2 separate regions of the Mus musculus genome follow, and region 1 is linked to region 2. Evidence: chromatin contacts called from public HiChIP or PLAC-seq data. All regions are on one chromosome and are shown on one strand. Each heading gives the region's core, a stretch centred on a gene start, on an enhancer-like site or on the middle of the called end of the contact. The rest is flanking DNA. Distances are from core to core; before and after follow the strand shown.

What was found. HiChIP or PLAC-seq counts read pairs in DNA pulled down with a chosen protein or histone mark.
Region 1: an H3K27ac HiChIP or PLAC-seq map of trophoblast stem cells shows a contact between it and region 2, with 11 read pairs. The contact joins the enhancer-like site here to the promoter of Dscc1 in region 2. A contact is called at or near these places in 7 of 39 promoter capture datasets (the 3T3-L1 cell line, embryonic stem cells, hippocampal neurons and 3 more), 14 of 484 Hi-C or Micro-C datasets (DN2 thymocytes, centroblasts, embryonic stem cells and 2 more), 4 of 115 datasets of contacts at active chromatin or transcription factors (the SCID.adh cell line, embryonic stem cells and trophoblast stem cells) and 3 of 9 other capture datasets (adipose tissue, macrophages and pancreatic islet).

What each region holds. Positions count from the first base shown.
Region 1 is chr15:55,207,146-55,210,534 of GRCm38.p6, reverse strand. It overlaps Deptor (DEP domain containing MTOR-interacting protein), which reads right to left. Exons shown (of 9, transcript NM_145470.3): 5 at 1,619-1,804. Among named protein-coding and RNA genes, the nearest start is that of Gm26296, 54 kb to the left of the region's middle. Within about 2 kb of position 1,519, at least 22 of the 459 cell types and tissues checked have an H3K27ac peak or open chromatin away from gene starts, as enhancers often do. A contact at or near this core is called in the SCID.adh cell line, adipose tissue and trophoblast stem cells, where this site is marked.
Region 2 is chr15:55,088,814-55,092,117 of GRCm38.p6, reverse strand. Dscc1 (DNA replication and sister chromatid cohesion 1) reads left to right here and starts at 1,627. Exons shown (of 9, transcript NM_183089.3): 1 at 1,627-1,892; 2 at 2,995-3,163. The coding sequence starts at 1,693. All of the region lies in intron 2 of Gm41325 (a long non-coding RNA gene), which reads right to left.

The sequences.
Region 1 (3,389 bases), core at 270-2,769, 120 kb before region 2:
ATCTCTACTGAACCTATTCAAGAAGCAGGCAAAGCCCCTGCCCCAAAGAATGTTACTTGCATCTGCACAAGACAGCAGTGTGTCCCTATTCTTGTGTTTTATAAAGGAGAGAAGGAATGTGTTTGGTGGAGGTGTGGTAAGGTATGGGGGAAGGACGTGCCTCCACGGGCCCATGCTGAAGCCTCCCTTCCCTTCTGAGGGACCAGCTACATGACAGTATAGTATAGAACAGAGTTTATTCAGGGAACGGGGAGAAGAGTAGAGACAGAGAAAGGCAGAGAGAGTGAGAGAGCAAGAGAACGAGGGGGAGGGGGAGGGAGAGGGGGAGAGAGAGAGAAAGAGAGAGTAAGTAGAGGAGTAGAGGCCAGCCATGAGCACTAGGAGACACAGTGAGGAGGGGAATGGGGGGGGGGGAGATGAGAGGACAGAGTGGGAACAAGAATGCAAGAGACCAAGAGAGAGCAGAAGGGACAAGCATCCCCCTTTATAGCCAGTCAGGCACATCTGGCTGTTGCCAGGTAACTGTGGGGCAGAGCTTAGACAGAATGCTACCACCTGCGATAACCTTGGAGCATAAACTTGGGTAGCTGGCCTTCAGCTTGGTTTTCACTTTTCTGCTTAGCAACTCTTGCTTCATTTTTATTTTGAACCAAGGTGTGTATGAGGACCTTTGGATATACAGGACTCGAAAGGCGGGGGGGAGGGGGTGATAAATTGGAGCTGCTGGTGTGAAGCCACGTCTACCACTTGGAACTGTCAAATCACTCCAGTGCTAGGGTATTTCCTCATCTATAAAATGAGGACAGGAACAATCGTTTCCTTGGGGTTACAGGAAGAATTAAGTGAGCAAACCAGGGCACAGAAATGTCTCCTTTGACAGCGTAAGTGTTCTTGTTATCAGCTCCTGTGCATAAGCAAGACCGGACAAATACATTTGGGGCTGACTTAAGCCCTGTGCTGATTTACTTTGTCCTCCCTTTCACCCTCCTTCTCTTCCTCCCTCCCTCCCTCCCTCCCTCCCTTCCTTCTCTCCTTTCTATTTCCTTCCTTCCTTCCTTCCTTCCTTTCCTCCCCCATTCCCTCTCTTCCTTTTGAGGCAGGATCTTAGGAAGTTATGGCTCTACACCTGACCTTGAGTTCTTGCCTCTATCTCCCAATTACTGGCATCACAGGCTAGGGCCCCTCAGCCACCCAGTGCTTCTGAACTTTAAGTCACCAAGTGCCTTGAGTTCATGCCAAGTTTTCAGAGGAGTTGGGGATTCTCTTTAAACATCTCCCACTTCTGTATTTGCGATGGTGTGTGTGTGTGTGTGTGTGTGTGTGTGTGTGTGTGTGTGTGTGTGCATGCGCTCTCGAACGCAGGCAGGCATGTTTAACACAAGGTCTCACATAACCCAAGAAGACATCAAATACTGTAGTGTTGGATGACGATGCTTTTCTAATCCACCCGCCTCCTCCTCCCGAGTTCTGGAATTTACAGGAATGCGCTGCCACACCTGAGTGTTGCTAGGGATTAAACCTCAGGCTTCCTGTGTACTAGCAAGCAGCATACCAAAGGATTCTTGGCCCCACACTTTATTACCTCTCAAAAGACAAACACACCGGAAAACCGGCATACCTGACATAAAGCTGGTAGATTTCCGACTGTCGTGGCTCTGCTTCCTCAGACAGAAGGGACTGTCATGCGTCTCCTGAGAGGACGGGGACGTCTCATTGAGCAGCTCCATCAGCCTCCGCCTCCGACGGAAGTTCATTCTGAACTGGTAGAGGAGGTTGCTGTCCACAAACGGGTGCTTGTTAGACACTGGGGAGAAGAGACAACTCATGGAGAATGTGTGGCATGCAGGCCAGAGAGCGACACAGCCAGAAGACTACAGCCAACAGGGGCAAAAGTCCCAAGAAAGAGGCTACGCAAATGCCATGTGGGCTTGTGGAGTGGCGCACACGCACTCCCAAATTCTTCTCACGTGACACACATTTAAAAAATTTGGTAGCCAGATCCTCTGTGAAAGTCAGTCTCACCGGAGTTCTCTTCGTAGTGTACTACTGGCCCCAGGGTCCCCTCCACCAGATCACATACCACACTGTACATTCTCATGGCTCACTTACTTCCCTTGTTTTTCTACCTGAATTAACCCCAGGCTCCCTGCAACCCAGCACAGTGTATGTATATGTCCCATACTAAGACTTCATTTCTTTTCTCTTTGAGCCAGAGTCTGCTATAGCCCAGGCTGGCTTTGAACTCACTATATGTACTCAAGGGTGACCTTGACAAGGGTGACCTTGACATCCCATTCTGCCTGTCCTGAGGGTTTGGATTGTAGGTCTCTGTGCCATTGCGCACAATTTAAACATGGCAGGTAAACATTCTACCAAACATTCTACATCACTGGTCTTTATTTGTTAAAATAAATACATCAAAACTCAAGCCCGAGTTGATCAAAGACTTTGACATAAAACCAGATATACTAAATCTAATAGAAAAGAAAGTGAGGAATAGCCTTGAACTCATTGGCATAGGAGACAACTTCCTGAATAGAACACCAACATCTCAGGCGCTCAGCTCAACAATTAATAAATGGGACTTCCTGAAGCGAAGGACACCATCAATAGGACAGAATAGCAGCCTACAGAATGGGAAGAGATCTTCACCAACTCTACATTTGACACAGGGCTGATACCCAAAATATGTTAAGAACTCAAGAAATTAGACATCAACAAACCAGATAACCCAATTAAAAATGGGGTACAGGTAGATCCCAACAGAGAATTCTTGAGTGAGGAACCTCCAATGGCTGAGAAGCACTTAAAGAAATGTTCAAAGTCCTTGGTCACCAGGGAAATGCAAATCAAAACTATTCTGATAGTCCATCTTCTACCTGTTAGAATGGCTAAGATCAAAAATGCAAGTGACAGCACATGCTGGTGAGGATGTGGAGAAAGGCGAACCCTCATGCCTGCTGAGTGTGCAGACTTATACAAAAACTTTGAAAAGCAATCTGGCAGTTTTTAGAAAATTGGGAATAGTTCTAGCTCAAGACCTGGCTATATCACCACAAAAGATGCTCCACCATACCACAAGGACACTTGCTCAACTATGCTCCTAGCAGCTTTATTTGTAATAGCCAGAAACTGGATATAACCTAAGATATCCTTCAGCTGAAGGATGAATAAAGAAAATGTGGCCAGACCGTGGTGGCGCACGCCCAGCTCTATGGAGTCAGAGGCAGGTGGATTTCTGAGTTTGGGGCCAGCCTGGTCTACAAAGTGAGTTCCAGGACAGCCAGGGCTACACAGAGAAACCCTGTCTCAAAAAAAAAAAAAAAAAAAAAAAAAAAAAAAAAAAAAGAAAGAAAGAAAGTGGTCCATTTACACAAAGGGAATACTAT
Region 2 (3,304 bases), core at 378-2,877:
TTCCCAATTAAGTGTTTTCCCTTATAAGAGTTGCCTTGGTCATGAGGTTGCTTCATAGCAATGAAACTCCAACTAAGACACTATCCTACAGTATCCTTAATTTTTAAAATTTTATTATTGTGTGTGTGGGTGCACACTTGTTATGGCACATGTGTGGCAGTCAGAGGGCAACTTTCAGAGTTGGGTCTCTTCTTCCACTATATCTTCTGGAGACTGAAGTCAGCTTATCATCTTGCATGGCAAGCACTTTTAACTTTGAGCCATCTTAGTGATAGCCACTAATAAATTCGTGGTACTTTCATATTCAGGATATTGTTCCATCATTTTTCTTATTCGATCCGATTTTTGTTTTTTTTTGTTTTGTGTGTGTGTGTGTGTGTGTGTGTGTGTGAGAGAGAGAGAGAGGGGGGGGGTCTATTTAGCCTTGACTGGCTTGAAGCTCACTATGTAGACCAGAATGGCCTCGAACTCAGATCCGCCAGCCTCTGCCTCCTGAGTGCTGGAACTAAACTACCCTTTGGCAACTCAGATGTTTTTGCTTGTTGTTTTTCTAGACAATGTTACTCTGTGTAGCCTTGGCTGTCCTGGAACTTGCTCTATAGTCCAGGCTGGTCTAGAATTCAGAGGTCCTCCCTTTGCCTCCTGAGTGCTGGGATTAAAGGTATGGTGCCAGCACTACCTGGCTCATGTCGGTTTTTAACCTGATGGACTGGGGTCACCTTGGCCTCCCTTTTTATTTATTCATTTGTTTGTTTTACAGGAAGGAGTGAGAAACCACCCTCTCTGAAGACAATTATTCCTCTTACTGTTTCAACTTTTATGGGTGGCCAGTCTGCAGGGGTCTGCCGGCAGCATCCCTTAGAGAGCTCGCACATCAGTTTCAGGTGCATGGATGTGAGTCTATGAATGGGTTTTCATCTTAAAACAGTTTCACGTCATTGTAAACTTTGGTCAAGAAAACATCACACCCTGTAATGCTGAGTTAGCCAGACTCTCCCAGGAGCATACCAGGCGGGCTGTTTCTGTGTAGAAGTCTCAAGCGCCACTTAGCACAAATGAAGTATTTAACGAACGGGAGGCAAGCTACCTTCCATCTAGGATGGTCTCGAAGTCCAAACAAATGACATCTTATTCTGCCAGGATCTGGTTCTTGGTCCTGCACAACACTGGGCAGGCTATTTTGGAACCACCATACATACATCAAGCTGGATTCAGACTTTGCCATCTCAAGGCTGCGCCACCATTGGCAAGCATTCTGCTCGCTTCTGCATGACAGGATCGACAGGATCCTGCCTTACTGGGTTGTTTTAACGGCTTAATGAAATTCTGCACAGACATAGCTCATCACGGGACCCACCGCAGCAGGCGAGGAAAAGGAGCTTTGGCGGGAAAGAAGGGGGTGGGCACAGGGTGGCGGAAGGGGTGAGTGCAAGAGCCGTGCTTGGCCCCGTGGGGACCCAGAATTGCTAACAGGACCTTCCTGGAGTCCTCATGGGGGAAACCGTGCTTCTCCCCAGCAACCGGGGACTTGCACGCTGTCAGTGGGCTGCAGAAGGACTCGCGAGTCCAGATACTTTCCGACTTCCTCGGGACACGCCCCGTCCCGCCCCGGAAGTCGGCTCGGGCGGATTTGGCGCGCTTTTGAAGTCCCGGGAGTTTAGGTCGAGGACACACCCCTCTCCGTGCTGCGAGATGTCCCCGCCGAGCGCTTCCCGGAGGACCCGCGAGGAAGTGGACGCGACGCTGCAGGTTGCCAAGCTGAACGCCACCGAGCTGCTGCCCACGGTGCACTGCCTGAGCTTCAGCTCCGGGACCGGCGGCGCGGCCACCGGCGACTTCTGCCTGCTGGAGCTGGAACCAGCACTGTGCCAGCAGCTGGAGGCCGGGGACAGGTGAGCCGGGATGGTGGGGCTCGGGAGCGCCGATTCCCCGGCCTCAAAGAGGCCGCCTACCCGCCCGGCGTAGCCCGGGGAACTCGGAAGGAGGAACTGGTGCAGAGAGTTGCTTTGATTGGGCCCGTACAGGCCGATGGGCGGGTCCTCAGCTTGCTGTCATCTGTCAGGAGGATTCAGCATTTGCTAGACTGCCTTGTTAGCAGGACTCCAGGGAATTTAGAGCCAGGTGTCAGCGGGGGAGTGTCAAGAAGGAAGCTCCAGGGAGCTTTGGAGGGCTCAGTACTGATGCCAAGTACTCCACAGAAACACTCGTTCAATCTCAGAATGTAGTAGCAGTGCCTGTAGAGAGAGTTCTTGGCTTGCCACTTGGGTTTCTTCTCCTTGAACCGCAGATGGGACAAACGAGACAGAAGTTTAAAGCCTAATGCAGACTGCTGCGTGTAGCCCGGGGGTTGGTTGGGGTCACTTACTGAAGATCTGGATCTGTTTTTAATTCCGGGTCAACTACAAAGTTGCTGCCAAGACCTTGGATTTTAAATCCTAGGCTGAGATCATGTCTTTTATGGCAAGCACAAAGCTGAGTGACTGAACTGCAAGTGGGCAAGGCTCTTACTCTCAGAGCTCCCCCTCAGTGACATACTTCCTCCAGTAAGGCTACACCTCCCAACCCCTCCTCAGATAGGGCTGTGGACTGGGGACTAAGTGTTCAAATGTCTGAGCCTGTGTTTGGGGGCGGGGTCCTCTTTCAAAGCACCACACTCCCAAGGTTTAATTTTAAATCTAGAAGCCACAGGATTTGGGACTTATTTTTTCTTTCTTTCTTTCTTTTTTTTTAGATTTATTTATTTATTATATGTAAGTACACTGTAGCTGTCCTCAGACACCCCAGAAGAGGGCATCAGATCTCTTATGGGTGGTTGGGAGCCACCATGTGGTTGTTGGGATTTGAACTCAGGACTCAGGACCTCTGGAAGAGCAGTCAGTGCTCTTAATCGCTGAGCCATCTCTCTAGTCCCCGATTTGGGAGTTATTTAAAGTGAGCTATCCACTAGAGTCTCAATAAGCCATGTCTTTACCCCCCCCCTCCATTTGCCTGTAGCTTTGTGATTAGAGGAGATAAGGATGAACAGGCTGTGTTGTGCAGTAAAGACAAAACCTACGACCTGAAGATAGCAGACACATCCAACATGCTGCTTTTCATCCCTGGATGCAAAACTCCAGACCAGCTGAAGGAGGAGGAAACACCAAGTGCCATCGTTCACACGGAGGTACCGCTTTGTACCTGAGTCTGGCAGTGGCGGTTTGTGTTCCAAGCTTGCCTTTGGTTAAAAACTTTTTTTTTTCCCCTTTGGTTTTTCGAGACAGGGTTTCTCTGTATAGCCCTGGCTGTCCTGGAACTCACTTTGTAG